Linked DNA regions of Zea mays: region 2 is linked to region 1. Evidence: chromatin contacts called from public Hi-C data. All regions are on one chromosome and are shown on one strand. Each heading gives the region's core, a stretch centred on a gene start, on an enhancer-like site or on the middle of the called end of the contact. The rest is flanking DNA. Distances are from core to core; before and after follow the strand shown.

What was found. Hi-C and Micro-C count contacts between places; a contact is called where the count stands out from the background.
Region 2: a Hi-C map of leaf shows a contact between it and region 1, with 7 times the contacts expected there. The contact joins the enhancer-like site here to the promoter of LOC100283146 in region 1. A contact is called at or near these places in 2 of 25 Hi-C or Micro-C datasets (leaf and tassel).

The regions. Positions count from the first base shown.
Region 1 is chr10:123,476,061-123,481,482 of Zm-B73-REFERENCE-NAM-5.0, reverse strand. It overlaps LOC100283146 (catalytic/ protein phosphatase type 2C), which reads left to right and starts at 3,272. Exons shown (of 9, transcript NM_001156048.1): 1 at 3,272-3,664; 2 at 3,796-3,967; 3 at 4,230-4,380; 4 at 4,466-4,529; 5 at 5,227-5,334. The coding sequence starts at 3,440.
Region 2 is chr10:123,799,006-123,804,427 of Zm-B73-REFERENCE-NAM-5.0, reverse strand. No RefSeq gene overlaps it. Among protein-coding and RNA genes, the nearest start is that of LOC103641707, 63 kb to the left of the region's middle. Within about 2 kb of position 3,012, at least 6 of the 20 cell types and tissues checked have an H3K27ac peak or open chromatin away from gene starts, as enhancers often do. A contact at or near this core is called in leaf, where this site is marked.

The sequences.
Region 1 (5,422 bases), core at 2,023-4,522:
ACACTCCGCGGCTCGCCGGCTCCAGTGTTGCACACATTGCCTTGATCCGTTGAGGGTTTTATAGGTTGGCCTGTCAATTCGAGGACACCGTACATTACTTTTCAGCTAAGCCTGTCTGCTCCTCTACTATGCAAGCCAGAATTGAGGCTTATGGGCTAGGATAGAAAAGAAAGCAGTGATTTTTTTTTGTATTGGGCCTTGCTTCCTCTATGCTCTTTATTGTTCGAGGAATTGTTTGACCTGCGTCATTGACAAATGTTGTAAGGGATATTAGCAGCACGTACGTTTATAATCTCTCTGAGAGCTCTAGTCGTATAGGCCCTATTTGCCACATCATATTTTCAGCTTCATCACAGATTTAAGCAAAAAGCTATGCAAAATAGAGTGTTTCTGCAGCAACTTATCAGTTCAGATGTTTCTCATAATAAACTAAAAGCAAACAATAAATAGAAGTTGTTTTTTTTATCAGCTTCTCGTATAACCTGATTTTCAACAAGCAACAGTTGTGTGCCAAACAAAGCCATAGTCTATTTGATAGTTGATGCTCAGCTAGAACTGCTGCCCAAGTCCCATCTAAGGGCGATGCACTGTACACTGTACACATTTGCTTTTGTACTGTATATATAGCACTGTACAAGCACAACTGTACACATCTTTTTTTTAATCTCTTCCAAGGCTGCAGCCTCTTTTGTGGCACGGCTCTTTTATCTATCTACTGTAGTGTATGGGGAAAATAATGCCTTTCGAGAGCTGTGGCATACTGGCTTGGCGGCACCGGCACCTGACGGTACAGCAGCAACCAGCAAACAGGACTTGGTAGTCGTGGACTCTGCCGGTGCTGAAACCAAACAAAAATGAACACCCAGATTTCCTCCTCCGCTCGGCCAATCCCGGCGAGATTCACGGGCAGTACAGTAGCAGAACTTCCACGTGTCTGGGCAGCTCGGATTTGTCGTTGAAACCGGGGCCTGAAACTGATTACTATTCTGCTGGTTGCCCGGCCTGCTGTCACTAATAAATGCGTTTCTCAGCTCGGTGACAGACGTAGGCGACGAGGTCTCGTGACTCTCGTCGGTCGTCACGTCACGTCCACCGGATTCGGAACAATGCAATGCAAGGTGGCAGCGCGACCAGACGATTTGCCCGTACCGCCGCCGGCAGTCGTTGCAGTCGCCGGCCGGCCTCGCACGGGCTCCGTCGTCTGATCGTCTCGTCTCGTCTCTCCAGTCTCCACCCACCGCGGCGCCGGAGAACAACCACCGAGTCATCATAAAACAGAGACGGTTAACAAGAACTGGCACTATATAATATTATAAAACACAGCAGAGCAGGGCCCTTTCGTCTTGGAAGAACGTATACAAGAGGAAGAGGGTTTTAACCAGTCCCGAGCTCGAAAGTGAGGTGACAGGAACACTACAAAAAAAAAAAGTTGCTGTTTTGGATCGAGTCATGCAGGCACTTCGCGTCGATCCCCTTGCCGCCAGGATTTTTTTTTCTCATAAGAGATCCCGCCAAGTTGACGCGAGGCAGGAAGCAAAGGAGGAGTCAGTCGGTCCTCCGGAACTGGGCAAAGTCACAGACTGGTTGCATCCACACGGTCAACTGGAAACATTTCCTCTGCACATCAGGGTACCTTAGCAGTGGCGAAGCTAGAGTAAATTAGGGGAGGGTGCATATGCCTTGAGGGTGCATGGTAACAATTTGTAGGTGGTGCATATATGGTGAAAATTTGGTCCAAATCACTAGATTTCTAATTTTTTGTGGGTGCATGTGCACCCCCTAATTTCTATGTAGCTCCGCCCCTGTACCTTAGGGATTCGATGCTAAGATGAAAGCCAGCGTCAACCGGAAATATTTCCTGGTCATTCTAGGGCCGAAAGCAAACGGTAATAAAGGAGAGTTTCCGTCGGCTTTCATCTTAGCATCCAGTCCCTAACACCTGTCGTCTCCGTTTTTTTTATCTATTGTCACGTTTTAATTTAAAAATAAGCTAGCGGACGACAAATATTCGAGAAATATTTGAGAAGGCAATTATTTCACACTCCCTATTCATATATAATGGGCGATCATGTACGACTCATATATAGAGTTGGTAATCGTTTAAAGAGACACTCCCATATCACTAAAACGCATGTACAACCTATTGAAATGAAAATGAAAATCACACTGAAATTATAGATGTCCACCTGGACCGCCCGACACGGACTCGACCCTGGCACAAGAGAGAGGGAGACATAATGATTTGCAAAGAGTCTACAAAAGTATTGCCGCGCTTTTGGAGCCTTGGTGTCCTGAAAATGGCGCTTAGGGAATCCTTTTATAGCCTTAAAAGAACTCCTAGTCGTTGCCCCTTCTTTTTAGAAGCTATTGGAAAAACTGCATTGTTCACGGGGGCATCAGACCGGTGCATCACCGGACATGGTCCACGTGTCCCCAGTCCGGGATTTGATTGCTGCCTTTCTTCTGTGTCGAGGGTTTATTGTTTATATATAATAAAAATATACAATTTATGCTCTAAATTGGATTTGGTGTGGCGGCTCGTGAGCCTGATTTTTGAGTTCGCATTACGACCGAGCCGAGACGAGCCTGTAGAATGTGACGTCGAGCAAAGGGTAAAAAATGAGAATAAATATTTTAGAGGACCAAAGTAAAATTTTATAAAAGGGGTTAAATTTCAAAAAAAATCGGACCCACGCCAATGCTATCGTTGGACTTCGGGAAGAAATGGTTACGGAATCTAAATGCACATTTGATCTTACCAGTTACCACGCAGGACAGTAATGCTTTCCCAACCACATGCTAGGAGGCAGAAAATTCTCGTCGGTGTATGGCTACAGCCTACAGGACACTGCCGAAGACCTGGACGACTGAAGACCAACAAGACGAGCGGAGCTGTTTGTGCCCGGCGCGCTCCCACTGTCCGGTCAGGTACCACCCCACCACGCGAATACCCGGTCCTGACCCGCCTGACCCACTTCCCCGCCTCCCGCGTCCCGGCGTTAAAAACGCACGCGCCCCGCCCAGTCAGTCATTAGTGCGCCGCGGCCGCGGGCTCCCGTCTCCCCCCTCCTGCCGCTTTTCGGGATTTCGTTTCGTTTCACTCGAGGGCGAGGCTGGATTTGCGCGTCCTGTACCGAGCGTTCCATGTGACAGGTCGCTCGCTTGCCCCCGCCCCGCCGCTCCCCCTCCTCGTCTCGCAAAGCAACCGCAACGCGCCGAGCCGGCAGCGGGGTCCCCCCAAAAGACGAGGCAGCGAGCAAGGTAGGCAGGCAGGCAGGCAGCGGGCTGGCGGAAAAGACTAGTGCGCGCTCGTGCTCGTGCTGGTGCTCCCCGACCAGACTAGACCAGCTTGCTAGCGCCAGCAAGGCGAGCGGCGATGCTCGCACGATCTACTACAGCTGCCGCCGCGGCCGCCGCCGGGATCTGCCTGTGATTAAGGATGTCGGCGTCGCGGAGCGGGAGGCGGCGGACCGGTAGCGTGGCGCTCGGAGACCTTCTGCAGCGGGAGGCGTCGGCGGAGCGGGCCGCGTTGGGATGCGGCGAGCGGCCCTCGGTCGCGGCGGGGCAGGCCTGCCGGGCGAAGAAGGGTGAGGACTTCGCGCTGCTCAAGCCCGCCTGCGAGCGACGCCCCGGCGCGCCGTCCACCTCCTTCTCCGCCTTCGCCGTAAGCGCTCCCCACCTCGACCCACTCCGTCTTCCCTGTCCCAATGTTAGCATGCTACTATGCTCTGGAGGCTCGTTCTCAGAAAGGCGCCCCGCGCCCCCGCCCGTGTCTGGCCTCGTCCGCTCTCGCAGCTGTTCGATGGGCACAACGGGAGCGCCGCCGCGGTGTACGCCAAGGAGCACCTCCTCGGCAACGTGCTCAGCTGCGTCCCGACCGATCTGGCCTGGGACGACTGGCTCGCCGCGCTGCCGAGGGCCCTCGTCGCGGGGTTCGTCAAGACCGACAAGGATTTCCAGACTAAAGGTAACTGAAATTCCTTCCATTCATGGGACTAGCAACTATAGCAAGTACCGCGCAGTACTACTAGTTCAGTAGAGTACCGGCACATCTATTGCCCAACTTGGCATCTCTATGGCCGGGCGTTAGGTGGTTGTTTCAAATTGACCGCGTAAATGGTCTGGTGGTACATCATGCAGCAAACCAGTACGAGAGCTGAGTCCTTTTGTTTTTGAACCAACAAGAGATGAGATGAGCCTCGTTTGCCTGTTCCGTGTATATATTTCAGCTCATTCCTCGGGGACAACCGTGACGCTTGCCATAATTGATGGCTCCGTTGTAACTGTTGCATCTGTTGGTGATTCACGTTGTGTCCTTGAAGCTGAGGGATCCATCTACTATTTGTCGGCTGACCATCGCTTCGACGCTAATGAAGAGGAGTAAGACCGCTTTCTCATAGTGTACTGTTGCTCTATCGTTGGTTACATGTTTGGCTCTTCTGACTTGTTGGTTTTTTATTTGTAGGGTTGGACGTGTAACCGAATGTGGAGGTGAAGTTGGAAGACTAAATGTCGTCGGTGGTGCTGAGGTTGCTCTTTGCCTTTTCACTCACTCCAAAGTGTTCCATCTAATTTATGCAGCGGGTAGCCAAAAAATGATACATTTTTTGAAAAACAACAAACATGTTTTTTTTATTTTTTATGTTTTCAGTGAAATATTTAATATTTTTTTTGTTAAAGTTTCTAGTGCAATGGTGAGAGCTGTCTCATGGAGTTACCGGGTCACATATGTTCGCATTTTCGGGTGAAGACTCGCCTCAGTTTATCCCTTCCTTAGACCCTACCTATGTGGGAGCCTCCGACACTGGGTCTGCCTTTAGGCAGTTAACTCTTTTTAAAGGTGTTTTTTGTTCCGAGAAAAAGGCTTTGCCAGTTTGCTGCCTGTCAGTGACTGATTTGTTTAGCAAGCTATTAGATGTAAAGTATTTTCATTGGGTAAGAGGGGCTTTAAGTCGTGTGAGATGATAGCTTAGCTGGATGGAGTTCTTGGATTGACTGAGAAATTATGCTTGTGCAACTAGCCACCAACTCTCAATTATTCTCTTTTTTACCGTTCTAATCTATTTGACTGATGTACCAAACTGTATGTGAGTACCGGCTTGAACATTTTAATACCTGATCTATGTTGGACATCTTCCATAGGTTTTCTTTTAGAGTCCTATTTTTTGGTTTGTAGATGTGATCCATGCCTTCTTTTGATCCTTAGTTCCTTTTTTATCCATCCAGATTGGTCCCCTTAGATGTTGGCCAGGTGGTTTATGCCTCTCAAGATCGATTGGTGATCAGGATGTAGGTGAATTTATTATTCCGGTTCCTTATGTGAAGCAAATTAAGGTACACTGTTGGGAAGTTATTTTACACCATTTCTGGACAAAACTGAATTGTAAACTCTCACTATAGTGATATCACATTCAAGTACCAG
Region 2 (5,422 bases), core at 1,763-4,262, 320 kb before region 1:
ATGGATGTAATACTTGGAGCTGCTGGAGCAATCTTCTTGCACCCTGACATCTGCGATCTACGTGGTATTGGCGTGCAGGGGAAGCTTCCCTGGCAACACATAAGTGATGATGGCCACATTGCACCTTGCAGCACGGGCGTACTGTTTGGCAATGGACTAGACAGGCACGCCGCCTGCAGGATGGCCTGGACGCCGCCTGCCAACTGAGTGGACAGGTCACAATAAATGCTGAGGCGGCACATCGCCTGTCAGCAGGGTGGACAGGCGGCGCGTCCTCTCCGCAATAAATGCAGAGATTGCACAGCCCAGAGGCCTTACGTCAGGCTCTGCCCGCTGGCTTACGTCATGGGCAACAAGCCATGTGGCAGCATCCGGTCTCCGACTGAGTGGGGAGCACATGCGCACAGGATAAAGCCTGGACACGTGTCAGTACCGGACCCTTGCTTAGGCTAGGGTATCCGCTGTCCCGGGACCTCGTTATGTGTGGCTCGGACCTTACTCAGAGGGATCCGGACCCCATCCAAGGGACCCGACACGCTTACTTGGGAGTCCCGGACCGTATTCGAGGGTCCGGGCTGTGCGTACAGGGGTCCGGCGCTTCCTCGTGGAGGTCCGATCCAACTGATTGCACCCTGGGATATATCATCTTTTCTGGCCACGTGGCGCCCCTGGAGCCGTCCACGTGGTGGGGTCGGGTGCTGTTCACCGCGCGGCTAGAGATTGCCACACGGGCACCGTGCCTTCATACTGTAGTAAGGGGTACCCCTGATTCAGGGTACCGACAGACCCGTATCCACTTCCGCGAATAGATCAAATCGTGGATTCTACCTCCAGGTGCGACCTTTTGTCTTTCTTAGATGCTTATTCTGGTTTCCATCAAATCCAGATGTCTAGGGAAGATAGGAAGCATACTGCTTTTGTAATAGTGGATGGGCTTTACTGCTATGTTGTTATGCCTTACGGCCTGAAAAACGCCTTGCCAACATTTGTGCGGGCGATGAGTAAGACTTTCGGGGACCTGATTAGGGACAAGGTGGAAGTATACGTCGATGACATCGTAGTCAATACTAAGAGAGCGTCGACCCTAGTGGAAGACTTGACCCTAGTCTTTGACAGGCTGTGGGCAACCCTGTAACACCCCTGGTGTTACGTGAACTAAAACTCGGACATGTCATCATAAGCATTTGCATTAACTTGCTTGTTACACCTAGAATGCATTCACTAGATCAAAAATTTTACAATAAGGTGATGCTGTGTGCAGGGTAGAAGACCTAGTTTAGGACCTAAGCTAAACAGGAGTAGGTCATCCTTTGAGCAAGTAATAAATTAACTTGGAGTCTTGAAGTGCTACAGGCAATTCCTAGAGTCTATAGAAAATTTGTTTTCAAAGATAGATCAAGTGGAAGAAATACTTGGACCGAAGGATTAACTTCAAAATCCTAAGGCTTGAAAACCTTGATTGGATTTGAGTGTAAGCAATTAACTCCTAAATCAAGGATACTTTAGACCTGAGTTCTATAAGCCAAAGATGTATTTGAGATTAAGGAGCAACTTTGCTTTAGGAGGATGGATAAGTTTGCTTTTGATATGTGGATTAGAAGTGGTGAAGTACTTAGGGTGGTTGAGTATCTCTAACCCCTAAACTGGAGCCCAAAAGTGGATTTGGAGATCTAGCCACATTTTGCAAGAGGTAAAAATACCAAGTTGATAGGATTTCCAAAGTTGCACGATTTTGTTATTTGAATATTTCCAAGTTGTGTGAAGAAATTTGGAGAAATTCACAAAGTTTCAGTTTTGGAGTTCCTGAAAATCGCAGCAACTAGGCAATTTTAGTCCTTTGTAACTTTTGATCTAGAACCATTTTGAAGATGATCATTATAACAAAGTTATAGAGCTACATGAGGAGTATAAGGTTGGTTTAGTCATATAGCTCTAAAACTATTTGGAACTTTGAGTAAAACTGGTCCAAAGTAAAGCTGTCAAAAATTGTGGATTTCAGACTTAGTGAAATTCAGATTCTGAATTTCAGCAATTGGAGCAAACTTTGGGCTATTGTAGTTTGGAATTCAATAGGTTTTGGTTAATGGTTACTATATAAAACTTGTAGAGGAACTATAGGAGTATAAACTTTATTAAGCAACTTGCCCCTAAAAACATTTGGGACCCAGGAAAAAGAGTGGTTCCAAGTGGTGCTGTTGTATTTCTGAATTTTCAGATTGGAAACAGTAACTGAAACTGAATTTCAGTGTTTTGATAGCAGTTTTGAAGCCTATTTGTGGCTATTCTATAAGGTTTTGTGCTGTGGTGTTTGTAGAATAAGTGAAGACCATATAATGTGGAATAACTTTCTTTAAAGGTGATGGACATGATCCTATACGAAAATTGGAGTAACAGCTGCTCAAATTTGGACTGTCTGGTGGCTGAAACTGAATTGTATTCAGTCCACTGTAAACTGAAATTCAGCACAAGGGTGTCTAGTTTGGAGCCCTATGGTAATTATTGCAAGGAGATTTGGGTTAGAAATTCTTTAGCAAACTGAAAGGCCATATATAGGAGAACAAATTCCCTTGAGAGGGTTGGACTTGATACTACACAAAGCTAGGAGAAAAAGGTGTTCAATCTGTTTCTGTCAGGCATGTGGAGTGCAGTTTTAATGCAGTAACTGTTGATATGGTTTAATGTTTTTCTCCTAACTTTGGAGCTGTTTTGTATCTGATCCAAGGAGTGTAAGGCTTGAGTCCCTATGGCAAAGTGATAGAGAGTTAGTTGGTGAACAGGGATTATTAAGGTTAGTCCTCTTGTTGCTGTTTGGAACCAAGAGAAATAAAGGAGTGAAGTTGTGAGTTCAGTCCAACAGTGGTAGTTCAGTGTGCTCCAAAACAAATATCTGCAGTCAAGGACAAGGGGATATTTGGGCTGTAAAAAAAATATCAACCAAGTGCAGTGTATCGGCTGAACCTGTGAACCTGAGTGATATGGGAGCAGTGAGAAGTGGGGCATTAATGAGTTTTGTTTGCTGTCTGTAGATATGGACAGGGATGATATTTGTGTGTGTCAGGTAATATCTTGGCTGCTGAAGTTGACCCAGTTCAGTGCTGCACTTGGGTTCTGAAGAAGATCACCTCGACCCTGCTGATGTCACTTATGTATGTAAGTGGGGATAAGGTTGTAGTGTATGACCGATGGTCTAGGGGCTTAATTTGCTGCTGGGAAAATATCTAAGTTGGACTGTTTTGAGAGCAGTAAGCAAGTGAAGGTTTATCTGCTAGCTACTGAATGAGTGAATTAAATAATGGAAATTCTAGTGGTCTCACCCCTGCAGATAATATCAAGCCCTGGGCCATAGTACAAGCCACCGTGGGGGTCTCATCCACTTCCTCTCCTATCTGCTTGCTGAAGCAAAGAGTGGATATTTTGGGGATGTTAGAGCAGACCACATAGTGTCCTAGGTGCACGTGTAGACTTGTGTGCATTTAGTGCATGGGAGCCACGTCATATAGTATGCTGTGTTGGCATCCCTTGTATTCTTGCACTGAATTGTGGATGAGCTCAGTGACCCCTCCCCATGCCTATTTATTCAGTGTGTTCCACGGCTGAGTTCAGAAAAGCTTTTCTCCCTTGTTCTCGAGCTCTAGTCCCAGTCCACTACAAAGGTGCTGGAGTCCTGGTATTCTTGCTGGTGTGCATCCTCTCTTTCAGCCACCAATTTTGCTTTACTCCAGAGCTGAATGCCAACCTCTTGTTTGTGGTGACCAAACCCAACCGTTCTTCACCTCCCCGTGGACAAGGCTTCCCACAAGTATTCTTGACCGTGTACTACTTGTTCCATGCTCGACAAAGGTTAGTGAAGCTCACACCATTTACTACTTGTACTCTATCACTGTCTGTTGCTGGGAACTAGGTGTAAAATTTGCTAAAAAAATAGGCTGTTGGATTTTTGGACCCCAGACTTAGTGCAGAAGACTGAAACTAGGTTCTAGTGTGTTGAGCTCCACTTTGGTGCTTCATAAAAATTGTTCTAAATGTTTTCAACCTAGGGGTGCTATACCAAAGTAGTAGAGCTATATCTAAGGAATAACTTTGGTAATGTGAGCTTGGTCTGTTGCTGTGTAAAAATTGGAGAAAAGGTTGGCTAAAGTTGGTCTGTCAGGCTGGACACAAAACTGAATTTTTATTCAGTTCTGTGAACTGAATTGCAGCAGTATGCCTAGTTTGGAATTCATTTGTGACTGATTCATGGGGTTTTGGATTAAGGGTTCCATAGCAAAGTTGTAGACCATAGTAAAGTAAACAAGTTTGCTAAAGTTAGATGGACCTGGTTCCACATAAATTTGGGAGTAAAAGTGGCCAAAAGATGGACTGTCAGGTGTTGGGATTCAGACTTAGAATAATATTTAAGTCTGGATATGTGTGTTTTTACCCAACTTTGGAGCCTTGTGGTAATAAATCCAAAGATATTTGGGTTAAGAGTCTGTAGCAAAATGAGAGACCAGATATAGATGAACAAGTTTTGTGCAAAGAGTGGGCTTGGTACTGTATGGAATTTAGAGAATAGCCTGCTGCAAAACCCTCTATCGGACTCAGTATTGTGCTGTTTCAGAAATTAGAAACTAAATTTTCAGTGTTCTGCTTAACTTTGGATTGCCATAACTCTTGCTCTAAACATTTTCAACCTGTGATTTCTATACCAAGTTGGTAGAGCTATGTCTAGAGAATAACTTTGAGTAAATGAGTTGGGTTTGTTGTTGAGGGAATTTGTGAGTTACAAAGCACTGAACAGAGGGAGAGGAATGGAGCACTAGAAGATGAATTCAGAGAAACGAAAACAGGTTCAGTGAATTGTGGCTGATTCTTGGACACTATAACTTGTAGTACATGCAGTGTGGATCCTTGCTTAATGCATAAATGAAGTACTTGGTTGGTTATGGAAGCAAGGTTTTCTAGTTTGGTTGGTAAATTGAGTTGTGATATTAGAGTATTTAGCTCTCTTAAGGTTTTGTTAGCTTTTGTGTGCACCTTTAGAGAGGTGTAATTCTTGTGATGCTTTTTAGTATTTTCTTTTCAGGTTGCATAAGCATAAGCATTCATGTTCATATCTTTACATGTAGAATTCCTAGAAGAAGAAGATGAAATTCAAGAAGTGGTTTCGGAAGAGGAGTCTGCTTCAGTGCTTGCTCATCAAGTGATGGGAGCCATCTAACTGGGTATTTAATAGAGGGATTTGGAACCTCTTCATTGCAATAAGGCAAGCCCCGGTGCATTTACCCCTTCCTTGTATTTTTAAAAGATTTTTATACACTTTAAGTCTAGTGAAATGTGCATTAAGTTTATAGGAGTTGCTTGGAAACTATTGGATGCATTGCCTACCTTGATATCCATACCTTTATAGATACTTCTGATGAAGTATCAAAATACAATTTAC